Regions from separate parts of the Bos taurus genome. Here region 2 is linked to region 1. The links are chromatin contacts, called in public Hi-C maps. All regions are on one chromosome and are shown on one strand. The core of a region is the stretch at or near the end of the contact, and the rest is flanking DNA. Distances in the headings are between cores, read along the strand shown. Region 1 has its middle 6.5 kb from the start of AHCYL1. Region 2 holds the start of CSF1 (colony stimulating factor 1).

Region 1 (4,891 bases), core at 143-2,642:
ACACTCCAGAGCAGGGCTGTGCTCTCCCTAGGGCCCCTTCACCTCCTGTGGTACTGGCCCCACTTTAGCCATCTTCTTTCTGTCCCAGAGCTGCCTGATTGTGCAACCCTGGAGGCACCATAGGTGTAGTAAGTGATGTGAAAGGTGCCCTGGGAACACAGCTTCAGATTGCTGATCTGCCCTGCTGGCCCTGCGGGGACACCCGGGGCAAGATTGCTGGCTGTACCTCTGTGGCTCTGGGCACTGGCTCCCCTGGTGGGCCTTTCTCCTACTTCCCTCAATCCCCTGTTCCCCTCTTCTAGCCTTCTTCCTGCTCTTCTCTGCAATGCCAGCCCTGTTGGGAAGACTCTCCGAGGGCCAAGGCCAAGGAGAAAGGCTCCTCCTCCTCTTCTGCTTATGATGATCATATGTATTATTTATTTTACTATTTATGCTCACTTTGAACATACTCTTTAGAGGAAAGAAAAACCTATGAAGATGAAAATCTCTAGATCTCCATAAGTTCACTTGCAGTTCTTCTCAGTTTACAGAAGTGTACTTTTGCATACCTGATCGGTATGTACATGTCATTCCGTTTTGGTCAAATTATAGTATTTTGAAAACACATTACCACATACTGAGATTGTTTACATACTTATCATTGTCAGTGCTTCCCAAGGGTGCCATCATATTGCCATAGGAGTTTGCTTAACCGTTATCCTCTTGTTCTTAGAGTTCTTTCCAACTCAGTGCAATATAAACAGAGTGTATGTCAGGGTAGGAACAGTATGGGAATGGCTTTCAAGCAAAGCCGACAAGCCGGGGTCACAGCACCAGGTCCTGCTGGAGAGAAGGAGGAAAAATGTTAAGCAGTGGGGTCAATTGTCCTGGCTGTAAACAGGGCCTGGGAGAAGTCACACTTTGGCCGTAAGGGCATGTAAGGTCCACTGCCTGGAACTCACGAGGGCTGACTCATGTGGAGGCTGCATGGTGTGCAGGGAAGCTGGGCATCCAGGCAGACTGGAGGTGTGGCCTCCAGTCTTGACTTGACTACCAAGTTGGCCACTGGAATCCTGTGTTTTTCCTGGTCTCTGCTTCCTCATGCAAAGCAGGATGATAGCTCTCCATCTAGGGCTTGTGATGATCCAGTCCAACAAAATAATAAATATCAAAGAGCTTTGAACAAGTTGCATGTATTGTGCAAATATCAGTTATTAAGATGTGAGTCCAGGCTAGAAATCTGGACGGGAACGGAGTTACTATTGAGAGTTTGGAACTCTCTCTGTGCCCTGCTTCCCAGAATGATAGGAATAAACAGAAACCTGCTGGCTGCAGAAAAGGATTGTCACTGCTGATCCTGAGCACTTGTTTACGCTGGGATTGTACTTCCTTGAAAAGGAGGGCCGGACCTGCTCCAGCCGTGAGCAGCTGTCACTTCTCTGGGTCAACTTGGCTCCGGGTCTGGCTACTGTGTGTCTAGCAGCCTCTCCAGACTTCCACAGGTACTTTTTTCTAGGTTGGACCAGAGAGTCTGATATATTTTTTTTCAGTTTCTGGAGCTGAAGCTCATAAAAATTAAGGCTGAGAAGTCATCCAGTAATTGTAAACAATGTTCAAGGAATCTGTTCTGATGATTTTTTGTGCTGCTTTGTGTACTTTTCTGTGTGTGTGTGTGTGTTTATGGTGAGGAGTTTACCAAAAAGGCAGACTCCAGAAATTGTGAAACTGGCTTTGGCCTTCAGCCTCTGCCCATGTCTCTGCCAGTCAGTTATTTATTGATCGCCAACTCTGCTAGGTGCCAGGGAGCCCAAAGTCAGCAAGACAGACACACTTCCTGTCCTCATGGGGCTTAGAGTCAATAGCAGGCCTTGGTCACCAAATCTGGGTTCCAAATCTGGGTTCCTTCTGAAAGAGAAGCCCTCCTCTTTACTCTCCCCCTGTGCCCCACCCTGAAGAGTCCTTCCTAGAAGTAAAAGTCATCTTCTCCATGTCTCTGAGACCCTGCCAGACCCCAGGGTGGGGAGGAGGACAGCAGTCCAGCCCGAGTTCAGATTGACTTACCAACCCTTGGAGTTGCCCCGAGTCTTTTAGAAGCTTCTAGAACACTATCTCCCTGACAGATATCCTTTCCCAAGGCAATGGAGAGTGGGCTGGTGGAGGTGCCAGTGTGCCGAGAGTAGGCGCAGCAGGGCCTATCTGTGCCTGTCACACGTACCGCCTCCCCACCCACTGCCCGCTACCTGCTCCTTGCCAGGTCAATTAGACACCCTGCTGGGAGCTAGTAGAGGCATCTGCCTTGATTGGAAAGGTCCTACTGGGACTGGCAGGACAGGTGGGAGCTACAACTTCCCAAATCTCAAGTGGCCAGGGTCTTGCCCCCATTCACCCCAAGGCCCTGCCTGTGGCCAGTTTGTTGGAGCTGGAGGAGACAAAGTGGTCAGCTGCTGGTTGTGTGGAGGCTGCTGCTGGGTGGGAACTCGCCTTCCTCACCCTCTCTGGTGTGCAGGGCGGGCCCCATTGCATCACCCTTGGAGCCTCTGCTCCTGGCTTTGCAGCCAGCTGGGCCCCTGGAGGAGGGACTCTCCCTGTTTTTCAACAAACCGTTAACCATTTCATCCTCCTGGGCCTCCCTCTAGCAGACCTGGATTCCCAAGGCTGTCACTCGAGCCTGCCTGTCCAGACCTTAAAAACTTCCCTTCTGCTTCACAATGCACAGGTGCTCTGCCTTGGCAGCCCTTTGGGGGTTGGAGGCCCCATATTCCCCAACGAATGCCTCACCTCTTCCCAGGAAAAGAGTTAACTTCCGTCGTCCCCACCCTCAGCATTTGTCCCATTCTGCAGCAGTGAGGAAAGCCTCTCAGCCTCCATCATGAGCTCATGCCACTTCCACACTCCAAACAGAGTCGGACAAAGGATCAACACAACGTGTCAGATCAAGACTAAGAGCAGGGCCCAAGCCAGAAGCCAGGCACGTGGACATTGGCCTGGCTCCATAGGACCCTAACCGTTTCCTACAGACCTGCTCAGGCCTTTGCCCTGTTTAGAGGGACCAGGGAAGGTGTGGGTGGGGCGAGGGTCCTCAGGGGCCCAAGGAGCTGATAGAGGAGAGTCCCAAGTACACAGTGTTTCCCTGCTCCTGTAGGGGCTGGGTGAGGAGGCATGGGGGGCGGGGTAGGGACAGGAGGAAGGCAGAGAGGCCCTTCCAGTGAGTAAGGCCCAGGCCACATTCCTGCTCAGGACTTTCATCTCCCAGCCCCAGCCTTCCCCTCACTACCCCACCCATGTCAGGGCCTGAAATAGCCTGAAACTTCATCCAAGCCTAGGCCCAGTTCCCAAATTTAGTTCCACAAACATTTGGCTTCACCATAACTTGCAGAATCCTAGGCTGGGTCCTGTAGAGGATGTAGAGATGAATGAGGTTCAGCCTCTGCCTTCAGGGAGCTTGTAAAATGTTCCCTGTGACTACAGCCAAAGGCACATGATGCCTGCAGGAGAAGAAAAATGGTTTTCTGCGTAAGGAGTGGAAGCAGACTTGTGGAGGAGAATTGTTTTTGTTGAATCTCAAAGACTGAGTAGGACTTCAAAAGGCAGAAATGAGGGGCATTCATTCTGGATGGAAGGAACAGCAAGAGCAAACTTACAGGGGTGCGAAACTTAAGAGTATGTTCTGGAACATGACCCACAGTCTGGACTGGAGCACATGGGAGAGTACTGAGATGTTTTCCGTTTCCAAGCATGTGTCATTTAGCTGACAGTGTGTTTGTCCACCCTTGCTGCAGGCTGAGGGCTCCCAAGAGGCAAAGACATGTTGGTTCTAAGAATTGTATAGACCAGAACACGGAGGCACAGAGAGATCGAAGAAACTTGTTTGGGAGCTGTAAAATACATTAGTGATACAGTGAGGACTAGCACCAGGTTCCCTCACCCTTATCTGTCTTGGTCCAGTACAGGTCCCTTAGTCCAAGGAGCTTAATCCATGAGCTGACTGACCCAGCAAGCTTGCCACCTCTTAGCAAGGATGAAAACAAAAATTTAGCTACTTGGGCTTCCAAGGTGGCTCAACAGTAAAGAATCCACCTGCCAAGCAGGAGATGCAGGTTCGATCGGAAAGATATCCTAAGGAATGAAGTGGCAACCCACTCCAGTATTCTTGCCTGGGAAATCTCATGGACAGAAGAGCCTGGCAGGCTACAGTCCATGGGGTCGCAAAAAGTTGGACACAACTGAGTGACTTAACAACAGGTGTTCCTCATGATGTTGCGTGTAAGCAAAGAATGAATAGCCCCATGTAACTGGATAGGAAAGAAAGGCCAATATTCTCTATTTTTCCAAGTTTATTTAATCAGGTCCCAAGCACCATTACAGTTGGTGAGAATTTTAGTATCATGTTAGGGTTAAAGCCATCTGTTGGCTCACTGGGTTAAAAAAAAAAAAAAAAAAATTCCCCAGACAAGCATACCAAGAGCCTGATCTTGTAGAACTGGGGAAGCTGGTCCTCGTTCAGTGGAGACAGCCTTGGTGACTCTGTTCCTTGTACCTGGTGTTGAATGCGGATCCTTTCTCTCTGTGGGCACTGTTTCTCCATTCAGACTGCTGGGCTGCCCACTCACAGAGTCCTCTCCCAACAGCTGACCACTAAGTGGTCTTTCTTCCTGCCTCCCTGTCATGGCCATCTTCATATCAGGTTTTGCTATCTTGAGAGGCTGGAGGCTGTGTGTGTTCCAGTTGGATCTCAGCTTGTGGATGCTCATGATCCCCCACCCTCTTCTCAGGTACCAGAAATCAGTCCCCCCCGCCCCCGCACAGGTAAGGCTACTCCCATTTCCCAGTTGGAAGACTAGCCCCAATCCTCTTTGACCTCCAGAACTGGAAGTCCCACATGTCATCCTGGGAGGATGTGGCAAAAATACTT
Region 2 (5,498 bases), core at 2,369-4,868, 59 kb after region 1:
ATTAACCCAGGTAATCAGCTAGAAGCCCACCCTGTCCCTTGCCTGCAGGAGAGCTGGAGAGGGCTTCAGGATTGGGGTGGGGGTGGGGTCAGAGTCATTGACCTTCAGAAGGTCAATGAGAAGAACATCCGTGGGGCTAGTGGGAGCCACAAGCCACATCCTGCATGGCTGTACTCTTCTGCCTACAACCCCCTCTTGGCCCTGTTCCCTACCTCCGTTTCCCCAGTGGGGAGAAGCTGGGGTAGGCAGGGCCAGACACTCACCAGCTGCTGCAGGAACAGCAGGTGTCCGTTCCCAATCATGTGGCTACAGTTCTCCGACACCTCCTCAGTAGCACCATTGCTCACCAGGAGACAGGCCAGCAGCAGCAGAGGGCCCAGCCATGTCTGTGATAGAGAGGGCATCATTTCTCCCCAGCTCTCTCACACTCCCCAGGAACCACCCTCCCCTGCAGAGGATGGAAAAACAAGGATCTCAGACCTACAGTGCTACAGGCTCGGCCTCTCATCCCAGAATACAGCATTCCCAAAGCCACCTTCCTCAAGATTTCCTAAGAACCATGCACAACCCTCCTCTCCCTTGATAACAAGCCAAATGTCACCTCCTCCAAGAAGCTTTCCCAGATTAACCCAGGCCAAGCCATTCTACACACTGAACTTCTAATGAGGACATGGGAGTTGTGCCTGCCAGTCTAAATGCCAGTCACATGGGAAACTCCTCGAATGCAGGACTTGCTTCTGCCCATTATTCTGACTCTGTAACATCAAACACTGAGCCAGGCATCTTGGGAGCTGCACACTCCTCTCAGGTTCATGTTCCTACACTGGCTGGCTTCCACACTTGGAGCCAGAGACATCTCTCTGGGCCCAGCCCTTCCTCCTACCTGATTCCACGCATGTCTGGCTCTGCTAATGGAAAAACCAGGGGCCCAAACTCAGTTTCACTGGGAACCTATCCCGCATCACAGACCTTTGGAGCCACAGGGCTGTGTGTCAAGAAGAGCCCAACGGATTAATCAGAGGCAGCAGTGCCAACTCTAGGCCATCCCTGGCTGGCACCTGCCTACTGGAGCCCCATCAGGCTCTGCATCCAGCCTGACAGCTCTTATCATTGCAAGAACATTCTCTGAGATCTCTCCCCTCTTTCAGCACCCCGCTGACCCAGTAGCTGCTCGTCCCCAGAGTGATGGACGAGCTCCTGACACCCTGTCATTCCACTTCCGTCCTCCTTGCCAAGGTCCCCTTAGCCCTCTCCCTGGCTCTAGGTACCCCCTTCTCCAGCCAGAGGCAAAGACCCTGGGGCTGTCTCTCCCCAGCTGGATGTCGCCTCCTGGCACGTCTGGGGAAATGCTGTCAGGGTGGGGTGTAGGCTGGTACCTTCCTGGGTTCTGGGCTCTGCCTTTTAATTCAGATGCTGAGACAAATAGTGCAAACAAGTAGCACACTGGAGGCTGTGAAACAGCCCACAACAACATGCTGATTTACATAGAACCAAAAGCCTAAAATGTTTGTCAGCTCTTACCAGGGAGAAGCCCTGGCTGGGCTCCAGGGAGGTTGCAGGGAGGAGGGGCCACAGTAAGACCTTCAAAGATTGGGGGGGTGGGGGGGTGGAGAACGGGGGCGGAGGGGGTGGAAGAGGGGAGTTGATGGCAGAGAGAGGAGGGGGAAGGGGGGCCTGAAGGAAAGAGGCTCAGGATGGCCCAGTGCTGTTCAGCACCAGGGCCTGGTGAGGGTCCTGGTCTGACCTGGGAGAGGGATACTGTGGAAGAGGGAGAAGAGTCATGGAGGGAACACTGGCCTTTGTTGGATGGTTAAGGAGGGAGTTCTGGGTGGGAATGGCTGTGCCAGCCCTCAGGAACCTGCACTTCAGGACCCACAGGAGGATACTGGGCCATGCAGAACGTATGTCTCTGCCCCAGGCTGGTTGCCCCTGAGACTCCAAGCCTCAGGTGTCAGTGGTTTGGAGGAAAGGGTCCATGGGGAAGGGGATGCTCAGGAAGACAGCCTTGCCACAGACAAATTAAGATATTGATGTTTGAGGGCAGCCAGGAGAGGGCAATGCTTAACCCCAAGGGCTGCCTGGCTTCTGGGGTTATTTCAGGCATCAGTGTGGGGAGTGTACAGCCACCATATGGGAGGCTGACTTTGAAGGTGGCTAAAGGGGACCACCCCTGCACCTGGGGCCTTGACTTGGCCTAAGAGGAGGAGCTGGACAGGTACCCAAGGGTTAACACTCTAGCTTGTGTCTGGCTGGGCTGGCTCTTCTCCCCACTCCTTTCTTCTTCCCACCCACCAGCTTTGGCCTCTGGGACAGCCCTAGGAATCTCTGCTTCAGGCTCAGAGAGACTCTGGGACATCTCAGCCCAGCCACCCATCCTCACCTGCTTCTCACCCTGTCCCAAATTCCCCAGCAAAATGGTCCCTGGAGAGACCTTAGCATGAGTGGACCCTCAGGCTGCCCCTGTCCAAAATCAGCCTCTTTCCTTCCACATTTATCTTCCTCCTCTTTCTTCAGCGTCTCACTTCCAGCCCCTATTTGTCTTGTTGCCCGTCACCTCACCCTTCCTGACTTCCCCTCCTAACCCCATCTCATCTCTTTCAGCTGGCTCTTCCTCCTCATGAAAGGCTTGTCCCTATCACCCTACTTGCAACCTCCCTCCCTTATCCTCTGAATAATTTTCTGCTTCTCTCGCTGCACCCCACTCCCCCACCAGGTTTCTCCTCTAGAATTCCTCAGATGCAAACCCGTTGGCAGACCACTTACTGTTCGTTAATGGAGTCACTCTGCACCATCTAGCAGCTGCCCCAGCTACAGCCCATGGTTCGGGCAGGGCAGCGGTGAACCGCCCGCAGCCCCTGTCCACAGTTCTGCAACCCCAAACCTTCCTTCCACCTTCTCTACCATCATCAAGCCCAGGAGCTCCCCGACTGACTGAACCTGAATCTGCAGGAAGATCCATAGCCGGCACCAGGCAACTCTGGTACCCCCATCCCCCACAAAACAGACTTGATCCAGCCACCCAAATGCCCAACAGCTCCGGTCTGGGAGCTGGAACAAGTAGTGGCTTGCCCAGCTCCTTCCTTCTGCCTTGCGTTCTATAAGCTGGACGGCACCTGAACTTTCCCCATTCAGAAGCTCCCACTCCCCAGCAGGACCTAGAAGCATGCGTATGGCTCGTGTGGAATGCCCACTGGGCAGGCGCCACCCTCAGGCGCACAGCCATTCCGCCTGTCCCTTGGCGGTGGAGAGAGTCTAGGACGGAGCTTCTGCCCCTTGACTGCAAACCCCTCTCCTTTGCCCGCAGGTGGCTCTGTGTGCCTCTTCCTGCAATGGGGTAAGCAGTCTTCCCTTCTCCAAAGAGGTGCCGCAGCCCCTGGAGCAGCTGCAGGGCCGCTTCTGGTCCCAGCCCCAGCGCAAGAGGGGCCTCGCGCAATCGGCGTGCAAAGATGGGCCCGGTGCCGGGGGACGGAAGAGCCTCAGCAGTCGGCGCGCGCTGGGCAGTGGGCTCCGAGGAGCCGTGCCGCGCCGCCAAGCTCCAGTCCCAGCCCGGCCCGGGCCCGGTGCCGCGGCGATCGCTTACCGTGGGAGGGCAGCGCCCGGCGGCGCCCCGCGCGGTCATACGGGCAGCTGGGTCCCGGCCGGGCGCGTCGGCCGCCCTCGCTCTGCCGCTCGCTGTCTTGATCGCTGGCCTCTGCAGAGTCCGCGCCCTGGCCGAGGGCCGCGCTGCTGACCCGGGAGTGTAGAGGGACTCTCGGCAGCGCGCGGAGCACCCAGACAAACTTTCACTTTCCCCGAGCCGGGCTCCACTGGCCAGCTCCTCGGCACAGCCTTTTAAGCGGACTTGTGAGGCATGTGGTTTATGGGAAATCACCTTGGACAGGCGCCAGACACACACACACACACACGCACACACACACAGGCGCGGGCGCACTGACACAGACTCACACACTCCGGAGGCCCACTGAACGCCTCCCCGCCCCCACCCAGCGGGCCGGTCTTCTCCGTTTGTCTTCCAGTCGCCCTGTGTGCTGCGCTCAAAGCCAAAGCCTTCAAGAAAGTAACGCGGGCTCCGCCGCCTCCCGCCCTCCAGCGCGCGGATTTTGGACAGAGCCTGGTCTTTCCTTCCGCGCTCTCCAGGCGGATCCGGTGCGCTCTCTCTCGTTCTAATATTTGTCTCAAGGGACTTTCCCTCTGGGTCTGAAAATTCCCAAATCTGAGCAGGAAATGGCCTGAGAGCAAACACCGGAGACCAACTGCGCTTGCTGCGGCACCTTGTGGAGCCTTAGTCAGCAGGTTTGGGGGCAGCCCTCTCCTTATGCAGCCCCCAAAGCGCCCACCCAGGCTCTGTCTTCTCTTCTGGGGGCAGGGCACAGGCAGAGAAGCTACTACCCGGCCAGAAGGGGATGAATTGTGTCCTGTGACGGGGGCTGGGACACTCTGCTGTGTCCCAGGAAATGCTTCCCACACCTGACCTGCAGGTGATGTAAACTCTGGCTGGAACCCAGGTTCCCTCCTGAGCTTCAGACCTAGGGAGAATGGCACCCAAGCCCTACAGTTCCCTGATGCTTTTGAAAATGCATTTACTGAAATGATTAAGCTCATTTTGTCTCTATATGAAAATGAATCTAAATGAGGCTAAATAGGACGAGCCTGTTAATCATAACGTCAAATTCAAGAGCTTTTTCTTTCTTCAATTCACTAGGATTCAATGTTTCAGTCTCTTTGTGGCTCCACCCACCCCTAGCCCCTGGGAAATATGTTATAGGCAGCCATGTCTGGAAGGGGCATCTCCTGTCACTTATTCCAGCCCCAATTAGTAATTTTATAACTGCTTGCTCTTATTAATACTGGTGCCTCTGTTTACAATGCTCCTTTCCCAACTTGTGCTTAAGGCAAACACCTCATCTGTCAAGGCTGAAGTCACAAACACCACATCCTTCACCAGCAGAGCCTTTTTTGACTCCTCAGGCAGATCAATGATTCCTGTCCCTGTGGTCTCACTGAATTTGGCTCCTTTCTCTGTAGTTTCTCTGATAAATTGTCATTCATTCATTGTCCACAATATTCTAAAAGTGTTTCAAGGGGTGCTGATAGCTATACTCTGGAGCATCAGACTGAAGCTTCAGCCGCACTGAGATGGAGACTTCCTCCAAGCTGGTCCTGTGTTTCAGTTCAGTTCAGTTGTGTCCAATTGATTCTTTGCAACCCCATGGACTGCAGTATGCCAGGCTTCCCTGTCCTTCACCATCTCCCAGAGTTTGCTCAAACCCATGTTCATCGAGTCGGTGATGCCATCCAACCTTCTCATCCTTTGTAGTCCCCTTCTCCTCCTGCCTTCAGTCTTTCCTAGCATCAAGGTCTTTTCTCATGAGTCAGTTCTTGGCATCAGGTGGCTAAAGTATTGGAGCTTCAGCTTCAGCATCAGTACTTCCAATGAATATTCAGGACTGATTACCTTTAGGATTGACTGGTTTGATCTCCTTGCACTCCAAGGGACT

Evidence for each region. A called contact is a pair of places that touch in the nucleus more often than the background predicts.
Region 2: a contact with region 1 is called in a Hi-C map of liver, with 4 times the contacts expected there. The contact joins the promoter of CSF1 here to the enhancer-like site in region 1. A contact is called at or near these places in 3 of 11 Hi-C or Micro-C datasets (liver, skeletal muscle and skin fibroblasts).

What each region holds. Positions count from the first base shown.
Region 1 is chr3:33,448,914-33,453,804 of ARS-UCD2.0, forward strand. No RefSeq gene overlaps it. Among named protein-coding and RNA genes, the nearest start is that of AHCYL1, 6.5 kb to the left of the region's middle. Within about 2 kb of position 1,393, at least 22 of the 102 cell types and tissues checked have an H3K27ac peak or open chromatin away from gene starts, as enhancers often do. A contact at or near this core is called in liver and skeletal muscle, where this site is marked.
Region 2 is chr3:33,505,239-33,510,736 of ARS-UCD2.0, forward strand. It overlaps CSF1 (colony stimulating factor 1), which reads right to left and starts at 3,619. Exons shown (of 8, transcript NM_174026.1): 1 at 3,581-3,619; 2 at 264-386. The coding sequence starts at 3,619.